2 separate regions of the Mus musculus genome follow, and region 2 is linked to region 1. The links are chromatin contacts, called in public promoter capture Hi-C maps. All regions are on one chromosome and are shown on one strand. Each heading gives the region's core, a stretch centred on a gene start, on an enhancer-like site or on the middle of the called end of the contact. The rest is flanking DNA. Distances are from core to core; before and after follow the strand shown. Region 1 overlaps A830035A12Rik (a long non-coding RNA gene). Region 2 overlaps Helz (helicase with zinc finger domain).

The links. Capture Hi-C pulls out chosen DNA fragments and counts their contacts.
Region 2: a promoter capture Hi-C map of adipose tissue shows a contact between it and region 1. The contact joins two enhancer-like sites. A contact is called at or near these places in 5 of 484 Hi-C or Micro-C datasets (Th1 cells, embryonic stem cells, group 2 innate lymphoid cells and 1 more), 3 of 115 datasets of contacts at active chromatin or transcription factors (all in embryonic stem cells) and 2 of 9 other capture datasets (adipose tissue and liver).

Annotation. Positions count from the first base shown.
Region 1 is chr11:107,527,417-107,532,734 of GRCm38.p6, reverse strand. A830035A12Rik (a long non-coding RNA gene) reads left to right here. Exons shown (of 3, transcript XR_001780123.1): 2 at 571-843. Among named protein-coding and RNA genes, the nearest start is that of A830035A12Rik, 4.1 kb to the left of the region's middle. Within about 2 kb of position 3,179, at least 69 of the 459 cell types and tissues checked have an H3K27ac peak or open chromatin away from gene starts, as enhancers often do. A contact at or near this core is called in Th1 cells and adipose tissue, where this site is marked.
Region 2 is chr11:107,673,702-107,679,019 of GRCm38.p6, reverse strand. All of the region lies in intron 31 of Helz (helicase with zinc finger domain), which reads right to left. Among named protein-coding and RNA genes, the nearest start is that of Mir6932, 39 kb to the right of the region's middle. Within about 2 kb of position 3,094, at least 35 of the 459 cell types and tissues checked have an H3K27ac peak or open chromatin away from gene starts, as enhancers often do. A contact at or near this core is called in Th1 cells and adipose tissue, where this site is marked.

The DNA.
Region 1 (5,318 bases), core at 1,930-4,429:
AACTCAGAAATCTGCCTGCCTCTGCCTCCTGAGTGCTGGGATTAAAGGCGTGCGCCACCATGCCCAGCTCTGCAGGGAGGTTTGTGGCTGATTTCCTAACAGATTACTGTTCTGGGGGCGGGGGCGGGGGGCGGGGGTGGGGGGGGGGAAGGAAGATGATCTGTGAGATGAGATACCTCCCTAATGCAGTAAAAGACCTACTGTAAGCAAGGTCGGCTCTCTCCTGCCTCTCACCAGGAGGGCACCTCAGTCTGGCTGGAGAGAAAGAAGCAGTTTGTAAGGAGCCAGCCCCAGAGCAGTCAGGAGAGGCTGCTATCTTAAGAAGTCACTGTGGGACAGGTGCTAAACTTCCTGAACCAGGAGCTGTGGGCCATGGAGGGTAAAGCCTGATCTAGCCTTCCCTGAAGTCTGGCTCCTTGTCAGGAATTATGATGGGAACCCTCGTGACCCACAAAGACACCCCCCTCCGCCGCCCCCCCTCCCCCCCCGTGGGTGAAAGTTCCTGAAGACCTGAAAGATCCAGAAGTCCAGGTTCAGTCACTGGTGCTAAAATCTCTGTTTGGCCCACAGGGATCTCGAATGCCTCACATCAGGCAGGTGAGCCAAGCCATATTTGAGCTGAAGAATCTGGAATCTTCCTAAGAACTTACCGAGGTCTTAATTTATGGCTCTCAAAACAACAAGGTTCGGGCTAAATGGATGTTTCAGTCCATGGCTGAGAGGTACCGCCTGCACCAGCAAAGAGGAATGCTGAAGTTGGAGGAAGCCATGAAGACCCTGGAGCTAGGCCAGTGTACTGAGTGAAGCCAGTTTCCAGTCATTGTGTCTCCCACCTGGACACAGGTTAAGTTGTGGCCAGGGTTTGGTGTGATTTTTAACTTTGTTACATCCTAACAAAATATTCCTGGAACCCTACTGTGCATTCTGAAGTGAACACCTCTTTTCCAAGATTATTATTCTAACTAAATAATACAATTTAAATGATTAAAAGGCGCATCGTCATTAAAATATGAAAAGAGCCAGAAAAAAAAGTCACTGTGGTAGCGGGGGCTGGGGCAGGGAGGAGGCAGCCCTGCTGGATGGGAACAGGACCTTCCCTGCGGTGATAAGAGTGTTTCAGAATTTGATAGGAGTGATAGTTGTGCTCTGATGACTGTGGGTGTGCCCTAAATACTGCTGAGCAGCAACATTGACAATAGCTAAGTGTTCTTGTCTCAAGACAGAGTCTTTACTTGTAAAGCTGGCTGGCCTGGAACTCACTATGTAGACCAGGCTGGCCTTGAACTCACTAGCCGGCCTGCCTCTATTTCCCTGGTCAATGGCATGTGCCCAGCCTAAAATTAGCCAGGTTCAACCCCTAGCATTGCAAGAGATTACTTAGTTAGTTAAGTGAAATTCCTAATTTTTTGTCAGGTAGTACATGCCTTAGTTAATTAAGTGAAATTCCTAAATTTGAGTCTTGGTAATAACACATACCTGGCACACATTCTGGCACTTCAAAGATGAAGGCAGGAGGATCGGGAGTTCAAGACCAGCCTAGGCTCAAAACAAACAAAAACAAAACATGCAACAATAAAAGCTGGAATTTCATCTCAATTTAAACATTTTTAAACTCAAGAAATTTATCTCAATTTAAACATTTTTAAACTCAGAAGATATGGGTTTTTTTGTTTGTTTGGTTGGTTGGTTGGTTGGTTGTTTTTTTTGTTTTGTTTTTGGGGTTTTTTGTTTGTTTGTTTTTTGAGGCAGGGTTTTTCTGTATAGCCCTGACTGTCCTGGAACTCACTCTGTAGACCAGGCTGGCCTCGAACTCACAAATCCACCTGCCTCTGCCTCCCAAGTGCTAGGATTAAAGGCTTGTGCCACCACCACCCGGCCAGAAGATGTGTTTAAGAAACAAAAGGATTTTCTCTTTGCTACTAACTCTATCTAGTATTTGGCTGTGAGTCTCTGCATCTGTTTTTATTGGTGGCTGGGTGAAACCTCTCAAAGGTCAGTTATGCTAGGCTCCTGTTTGCAGAATATCATTAATAATGTCAGGGCTCTTGAACTCATTGTAAAAGATGATCACTTCCTGAACAGAGCATCCATAGCTCAGGCGCTAAGACCAACAGTTAATAAGTGAGACATCATGAATCTGAAAATCCTCGGGAGGGCAGAGGACAGCATCAGGAGGTCAACACAGTATCCTAAGAATGGGAAAAATATCTCCTCCAACTGTACATTACCTTAGTTAAGTGAAATTCCTAATTTTGCGTCTTCCTAGCACATGCCTTGCACATTCTGGCACTTCAAAGATGAATGCAGGAGGTTCGGGAGTTCGAGACCAGTGTTCGAGACCAGTCTGGGCTCAAAACAATCAAAAACAAACAAACAAAACCTGCAACCATAAAAGCTGGACTTTTATCTCTCTCTCTCTCTCTTTCTTTTTTTTTTTCTTTTCGATCCAGGGTTTCTCTGTGTAGCCCTAGCTGTCTCTGTAGACTAGGCTGGCCTCGAACTGAGAAATCCATCTGCCTCTGCCTCCCAAGTGCTGGGATTAAAGGTGTGCGCCACCCCCCACCCCCAGTTCAATTTAAACTTTTTTTTTTTTTGAGACAGGGTTTCTCTGTGTAGTCCTGGCTGTCTTGGCACTCACTTTGTAGACCAGGCTGGCCTCGAACTCAGAAATCTGCCTGCCTCTGCCTCCTGAGTGCTGGGATTAAAGGCATGCACCACCACGCCTGGCAAACATTTTTAAACTCAGAAGATATGTTTCAGAAACAAAAAGATTTTTCTCTTTGCCCACTGAGACAGAAATCATGAAGCAAGAATTTACAGAATTTTTGCTGTGCCTTAACCTACCCACGGTTCCTGTTTCTTGCTTTCAGGTTCTTCTTTGTGTCTATTACCAAAGCCCTTCTCTCTGTGACTCAGGTGTGTCTGTCTGTCTGTCTGTGTACCTATATGTATTTCTTGTGTACTTGTTTATGGAGCATTGCATGCCTATGTTCAGGGTGCTCACTGTATATCTGTATGTGCTTAGTATGTGGGTGTGTCACAGTGTATGTGTGCACAGCACGTGTGTGGTGCGTATGTGCACACAGCTGCCTCCAACCCACTGCAGGCTTTTGCTCCCACAACCCTGTACTGCTGAGTCTGCATCTCTGCAGCCTGCCCTCTAGCTGTCCCCGACAGGAAGCCAGGCTTCCTGGGGTCTTGAATCAGCAGTGCAGGAAGGAAATGGAGGCCGCAGAACTGTCAGATAGGACGCAGCTGACTCCAAGGCGCCATCCATCCCTCCCAGAACAAGTCTGGAGCAGGTTTCCAGACCTGGACCTGAAACCTTGGCATCAGAAACAGAAGCCTAGCCTATGCTTTGTGCTGTCCCCGCAGATCTGAGCGACACTCCCCAAGGCCAGTCCTCAGCTTTTCAGCTGTAGCTTCCTCCCTGTGAGGCAGAAATAATAAAACAGCCTTTCCCTCAATTGTTGTGGCATTCAAAGTCTTTAAAAACAACAACAAAAACACTGGCCAGGTGTGGTGGCACATACCTTTAATCCCAGCTCTCTCTCTCTCTCTGAAGAAGGCAGAAGCCAACAAAGCTCTGTGAGTTCCAGGCCAGTCTGATAGCAAGTTCAAAGCAAACGGGGTTACATGGTGGGACCTGGTTTCAAAAAATTCAAGAATACAAACGACAACGTGTGCCTGCATATGTGTGTGTGTGTGCAACAAGTGCCCTTATTCAGTGCCATTTCACTATCTCGCCTGTCCTTGTTTATGTTTTTGTTTTTGTTTTTTTTGTTTTTTGTTTTTTGTTTTTTTGTTTTTTGAGACATGGTTTCTCTGTATAGCCCTGGCTGTCCTGGAACTCACTCTGTAGACCAGGCTGGCCTCGAACTCAGAAATCTGCCTGCTTCTGCCTCCCAAGTGCTGGGATTAAAGGTGTGCGTCACCACGCCCGGCTTTATGTTTATTTTTTTAATGTGTATGGGTGTTTAGCTGCATGAATGTGTGAGGGCCAGGTACATGCCTCATTGTCAGAGAAGGCCAGGAAAAAGACATCAGATGTCCTGCTGGGATTGGAGTTATATTTGGTTGTAAGACACCATGTGGGTGCTGGGAACTGAACCCAGGTCCTCTGTAAGAGCAGCCAGTGGCCTATACAACGAACCATCTCTCTACCCCTCACCCCTGTTCTTAAAAGATCTCACTCTAGCCCAGCATTTTTGAGATAGAACTCTCTCTGTAGTCCTGGATGTTCTGGACCATGTAGGTCTATGTAGACCAAGTTGGCAAAGCAGGATATTAAAAAACAAACAAACAAACACAAATAATTAGTTCGTGTGAGAGTGGGTGGGTGGGGTGTGAACCTTTTTGTGTGGATGTGTTCATGTAGGACACACATGGATGAGAGCCTTGGGAGGGGGAGGCAGAGGCGGAGGCTGATGCTCAGGGCCTTCCTCTATTGCCCTCCAGTTACTTTTTGGCAACAAGGTTTCTCCCTAAACCCTGGATTTACTAATTCAGCTAAAGTAGGTGACCAGAAAGCTCTGGGAATCTTCCTAAAATGTGGGATTTCAGAGGACAGCCATGTTCAACTTTATATTTATGGGCACTGGAGATCTGAACCCAGGTCCTCACAAGTATGCCACAAATGCTTTCTTTACCCAAGGAGTCGTCTCCCAGCCAAAAATTTTGAAAAGAAAAGAAAAAGAAGAAGAAAAGAAAGAAAACAAATGCAAACAAAATTACTGACACAAAAGCCTTGTGACCAGTTTTGCACAGCGGGTCGCCAGACCTCCTCTGCACCATAACAATAGGACGTGAGTGAGTCCTAGGTCTCAGATGGCAGACCAGAACCACTGGCTGATTTATCAGTAGTTATTAACATTCCTCCCTGCCCACAATTAGTTTTCTTCTCAGTCCAGCCTTCCCCCACCCCCAATCCCAGGCCCTTGAAGTGTGTTCAGGAGCCTGATTGAGTTATATGAAGGCTTTATTTGAACTCTCAAGAGTTTCTAACACTGCAAATAGCAATGAAGAGTGGATGGTATTGGACTTTTTTCTTTTACATCAAATAAAGCTGGCCTTGCTAGAACTCTTAGAGATGAGGAAGAGGCTCCAGCCCCGGGATCAGGACCTGCACAGAGCGAACCAGTGCAGCCTCAAGCCCCCAACACACACACACACACACACCACACAAACACACACACACACACCACACAAACACACACACCACACAAACACACACACACACACCACACAAACACACACACACACATACACACACACACCACACAAACACACACACACACACACACCACACCACACCACAC
Region 2 (5,318 bases), core at 1,845-4,344, 150 kb before region 1:
ACCTGTGCCTCCGACCAGAGCACTCGTCAGCTCGGCTCCACATGAAGAGACGCCCCGTGCAAGAAGCCCCTCTCAGGAAAGGACACTTGGGAGTCTGCCCACCGTGTTTTCCTACACCCAAACAGTGAGTCACGGAGGAGACACTAGAACCAAGGCAACACTACAGCTGAGAGAAGTCTGTCTGCATTACTGTGGCACTCTGGGCTGCCTCAACTTCTTAACTCATCCTTAGTGTGGACAGTTGGACCATCCAGCCACCTCTTACAAGAAGACAGAGCCAGTTTGAGCAGGATATGAAACAATTCAGAAGAACCTTCAACTTGGAGCAATGAGCTTTCTCTCTGAAGGATCAAAATGACCACAATTAAGATTTTCAGCTTTTCAAAAGAAGAGCATCCGAGAACTTTCGCTCAGCTCTTAGTACTGGAAAATGAATTGCTTATTGTTAATTTCGGAGATTTGAGGGCTCAGAGTTCGTCATCTGAAAATCCGAACATTCAGCAGTTAGAATGAGATAGATTTCCAGAATGGAAGAATTGCTCCTTCCACTCCCACAACAAGGGGAAATTTTAGATGGCTAAAAATGTAACTCTTTGTCCCAGGAACATGTGCTTTGCCCCAGCATCATGAGAGCTGTAGTTACTCCTTGTCCCCTACACTTTCCTGCCAAGCACGAGCCTCCACTTCATTAATGACGACCCCAGATAAGATCAACATCTTTGTGCCTCAGTCTCCTTTAAAACTAAGTTCCCAGGAGCTGCTGAGATGGCTCAGTGTAAAGCTTGCTGGCCAGCCTGACAACACAGAGGATGACTCCAGCGGGCTCTCCTCTGACCTAAAATCTCTCTTTCACCCCCATACCCCCACACAAACACACACAAATAAAATACATGCAATAAAAAAAAAAAAAAAGGAAAAGAATGAATTGCCAGGTCTGTCGGTACAAGTCTGTTACCCCAGTTATTCATGAGGCTGAGGCAGGAGGATGGAAAGTTCAAGTCCAACTTGGCTATGGACACCAAGCCCATGGCTGGCCTGCATGACTTGGTAAGACTCTATTTTAAAGTGAAAACACAGCTGAGCTATAGCTCAGGAAGCAGCGCTTGGTCTAGTATGCATGAGGGTCTAGCTTTAATCCCTACTACTCAATAATGATGACGGTAAACAAGGGGTTAAAATAAGTGGTAAACAAGGGGTTAAAATAAGTGCTCTCAGGGAACCCTGTTGCAGAACAGGGTTCAGTTCCTAGCATCCACACTGCAGCTCACAACTATTCACAGCTCAGTTCCAGGGAACCAACACCCTCTTGTGGCTTCCTTAGGCACTAGGCACACACATGGTACACATACACACACCCACAGGCAACCATTCACAAACACAAAATAAAAACACTTTTTAAAAAATTCTCCCTGTTGAACTATGACATCATTATGTCACCAAACGTGATTGTTACTTTAAAATTTTAGGGCTAGTACTTCTTTATAAATACTAAGCTGTAATACTAATATTTCAAAAACATGAATGTGTGAACTATAGTTAATATGAACTATACGTAAGAAAGTTACTAAATTTGTGTACAAATTTATATTAATATAGTTGGCAATTTAAGTAAAATTCCCAGCTTGCTTACTAGTCTAAGACCTATCTGTAATGTTAAGGTCAGCAAATTCTTTCATATGAATGCATATAAATAAATGACTGGAGGAAAGGTTAGCATAGTAATAAAAACTTCTATATTTATAATTATGCCCCAAGGCCAATCACCAAGGTAAGACTGAGTGCTCTAGTGGGATCCCAGCTCACATTATGGTGCCAGGGGCTTTAATTAAGGCCCAATGGCTCATCTCAGTGATTAGCTTTGACAATTAGGCACGAAGAGCGCTCTAGCTTACTGATCTGTTGATGACTATGTCTTGTTCTAGGAGGTTTTTCAGGCACCACCTTTTACTGAGGTAAGAAGACAATTATCTCCAGCTGGTTACACAACACAAATCACAAGCCATCAATATGTACATCTACAGGGAGGAGAGGTGAAATCTCCCAGCCCTTGGTCAGGATGACAGCCCTCCAGCATAACACTTGGCTCTGAAGGGGAACTCAGGAGCAAGCATGGCTGGAGAACACAGTGAAATCCAAACTAACTAATGCCGAAACCACAGGTGCTAGAGAGAAACATGAAAATAAGCAAACTGTTCAACAGCCGGGACCTAAAACAGGAAGTATTCCAAGGCAGGGCCACAACAGAGGCACAGTCCTCTTTAACGCTGACTGACTGACCACCAACCAGAATGAGCAGCCGGGAGCACCGCTGTGCCACCCCCCCACCTCCCCACCCCCCACCCCCCGCCCCTCCCCGGGACCAGAAGACTGAGTGAGCAGTCTCTCCACTACCAGCCACACCCCTAGCCGGGAGGGAGCCAATTCTCTAAGGAGGCTGCTATGATAATATCATCACTGCAAACAAAAATGTGCAATTTCAGAAACCAGTTCTTATTGGTACAGTGACAATCTGAAGAGGATTTTTCATTTTCTCCATTTATTTCTTTAATCAGACTATTTCAGAGTGAAGCGCATCTGAGACGGAGAAGCGCGCTTTGTGCCAGTGTCAGCACTGCCAGGCTGCGGGAAACGGAAGTTCTTAACTTGACAAATCTACGGCCACTTAAGGAGAATGAGGATTTGTTTTCACAATGAAACGCCTGGGAGGTATAATGGGAGAAGCTTGCACTACAACAATGAGCAGAGCATGAGACAAAACAGCATCCCAAGGAACCAGAACTGACAACACGGAAGATTTTAAAGAGAAACACACAAAACGAACGGTCGAGAGCGGAGAGAGGGAGAACAACCAACACATGGGAGAGCACACTGTTCCCTAAAGGAGCAACCCAAAGCACTTCAGGGAAAAAGTCCTTCCAATTTAAGCTATACGTTTAATATACTTCAAATAGAAATCTAAAGGAGGTTTTAGAGGTATATAAGGAAGAGAAAGAATTGACAATGATATTCTAAACTTCTAGTAGGAAAGTCTTAAAACAGTCTCGCCTCCTCTTCCACACAATATAGAAACAGGAAGAGGAAGAGGGACGTCACACTACCTCCAGGTTCACAGTCACAGCATTAAGCCTCGTCTGAATTGAGAGTGTCACTCGGGTACAGAACAGAGACTGCAGGAGGAAAACAAGCACCAAGTCCGGAAAGTGACTTCACTACAGGATACCCTGGAGAGTGGCTTCCTCAGAGGTGAGACTATCAGTCATCATGCAAAATGAACATTTTCACACATATCAAAATCAGCCTTCAAGAGCAATCGTTCTGTGTACATGTATGTGTAAGCCTGCATGAACACATGTGCTCTATGTGCATGCAGGAGCCTGCAGAGGCCGGGAGGGCGTCTGGTCCTCTGGGGCTGGAGTTGTAGGCAGTTGTGAGCCACAGTGGGTGCTGGGACCCTGGTCCTCTGTAAGAGCAGTAAGTGCCCTTAACACTAGCCATGTCTCCAGCCTGGGAAAACTTTCAACGGCACCCAAAAGTCACCACATCCCGAGCCCTGGGAGGCAGCCAGCTAAGACCAGAGCTCTGCGGACTGCATTTGCTCTTCACTGAAACAGGAGCACAACGCAACGCTAGGTGAAGACTCTGTTGTTTGACAAGAACGCTAGGTCTAGTTAGCGGTGGGGCTCCAACTAGTGCAGGGACAAGGACAAATCTGCACTCAAGGTAAGCGGTTAGGGTGAGCACTTTCATCCCCTGAGATTAATCTGCCAAGGTTTCTGGCAACAAAAGAATCCACAGTAGGGGAAAAAAAAACAACTTTCTTTGAATTGTTAAAGTTAAAGAAATTGCTTTAAATGGTTGGAAATAAACAGTGAGAGCATATGCCATTCACTGTGGGAGATGATTCATGCAAAATCACTTTGAACACACAGAAATTACCCTAATACATTGAAAATGTCAAAAATCCACAATGTGGTAAAAATAATGTTTGGCCTGTCAAAGAATTTCTTCAATTGCTGCAACTTAGTCATCGCTCACGAACCCAGTGTAAGAAGCAAGATGACCAAGTGTTTTTGCAAAGTGAACGAAGTCAGTGACAAATGAAGACACCTATTTATATACTCACAGTGACACAAAGAGACCATCGCTGAAAACATCAGAGAATAAAGAACTTAAACTCCAAAACCATGGACAACTTAAGAAGATCAGTGATTCAAGCAGATTTACTCAGTATGAAGAGTTACTTGCAAAATATACACTGTGACGCCCATGAGAACTGGGACATGGTCCTCACACCGGTGTTAGGTATGCACCCAGCAAGAGAGGTGTGGCCACACTTGGGACTGGGAAAGCAGCTCAGTCCTTCTCCTTAAAAACAACAAACACGGGGGCTGGAGAGATGGCTCAGCGGTTAAGAACACTGACTGCTCTTCCAAAGGTCCTGAGTTCAAATCCCAGCAACCACATGGTGGCTTACAACCATCCATAACAAGATCTGATGCCCTCTTCTGGTGTGTCTGAAGACAACTACAGTGTACTTACATATCGTAAATAAATAAATCTTTAAAAAAACAAACAACACTCAAATGCATCAAACAACTCTTTGAGCTAAGAAACTAAAAGCTTGCAGCTTCAATGAGAATATTTAGTCAAGAAAAACCAGAGAATTTATTTCATAAAAACAACACGTTCTGTGGTAAAGGTCGTACTCTCTGTTCTTCAGCCCTGTGGCAGCCTTGAAAGTAAGCCCTGTCTGCGGGGGGCAGAGGAGGCCTCGTCCTCACAGAACTAGGGTTTGCTTTGACTCCCTGGAAGATTACATCAGAACATGTCAGCCAGCTGTGGTGGCTCAAGCCTGTAATCCCGGAGCTCAGAAGGACAATTTCTGCTTCAAGGCCATCTCAAACTCACACTGAGATCCTGTCTCAAAGAAAGATGTTTAATTCACATTTCACCATTGCCTGGTTTGGGGGTGTATGCCTGCAATCCAAGGGTGAGAGGCCAAGATCAGAGGACTTGAATACAAGACCAGTTTAGGCCACATACTGAGCCCAAATAAAAGTGTAACTTTACCTTGTTTTAATAAAACACCTCTAAACAATTACCTACCATCCCTTTACACTCTCTGATCCTTAGTTGCTATAAGCTGACTGGGAACTGCTAGACAATAACAGTCGACACATTGTACAATTGGGAAGCTTGTTTTGATATGTGTATGCATGTTTTGCCTGCAGATTTCTAAAGAATCCAGAAGACGCAACTGCTCCCTTGGAACTGGAGTTACAGAAGGTTGTGAATCATCATGTAGGTGCTGGGAAGTG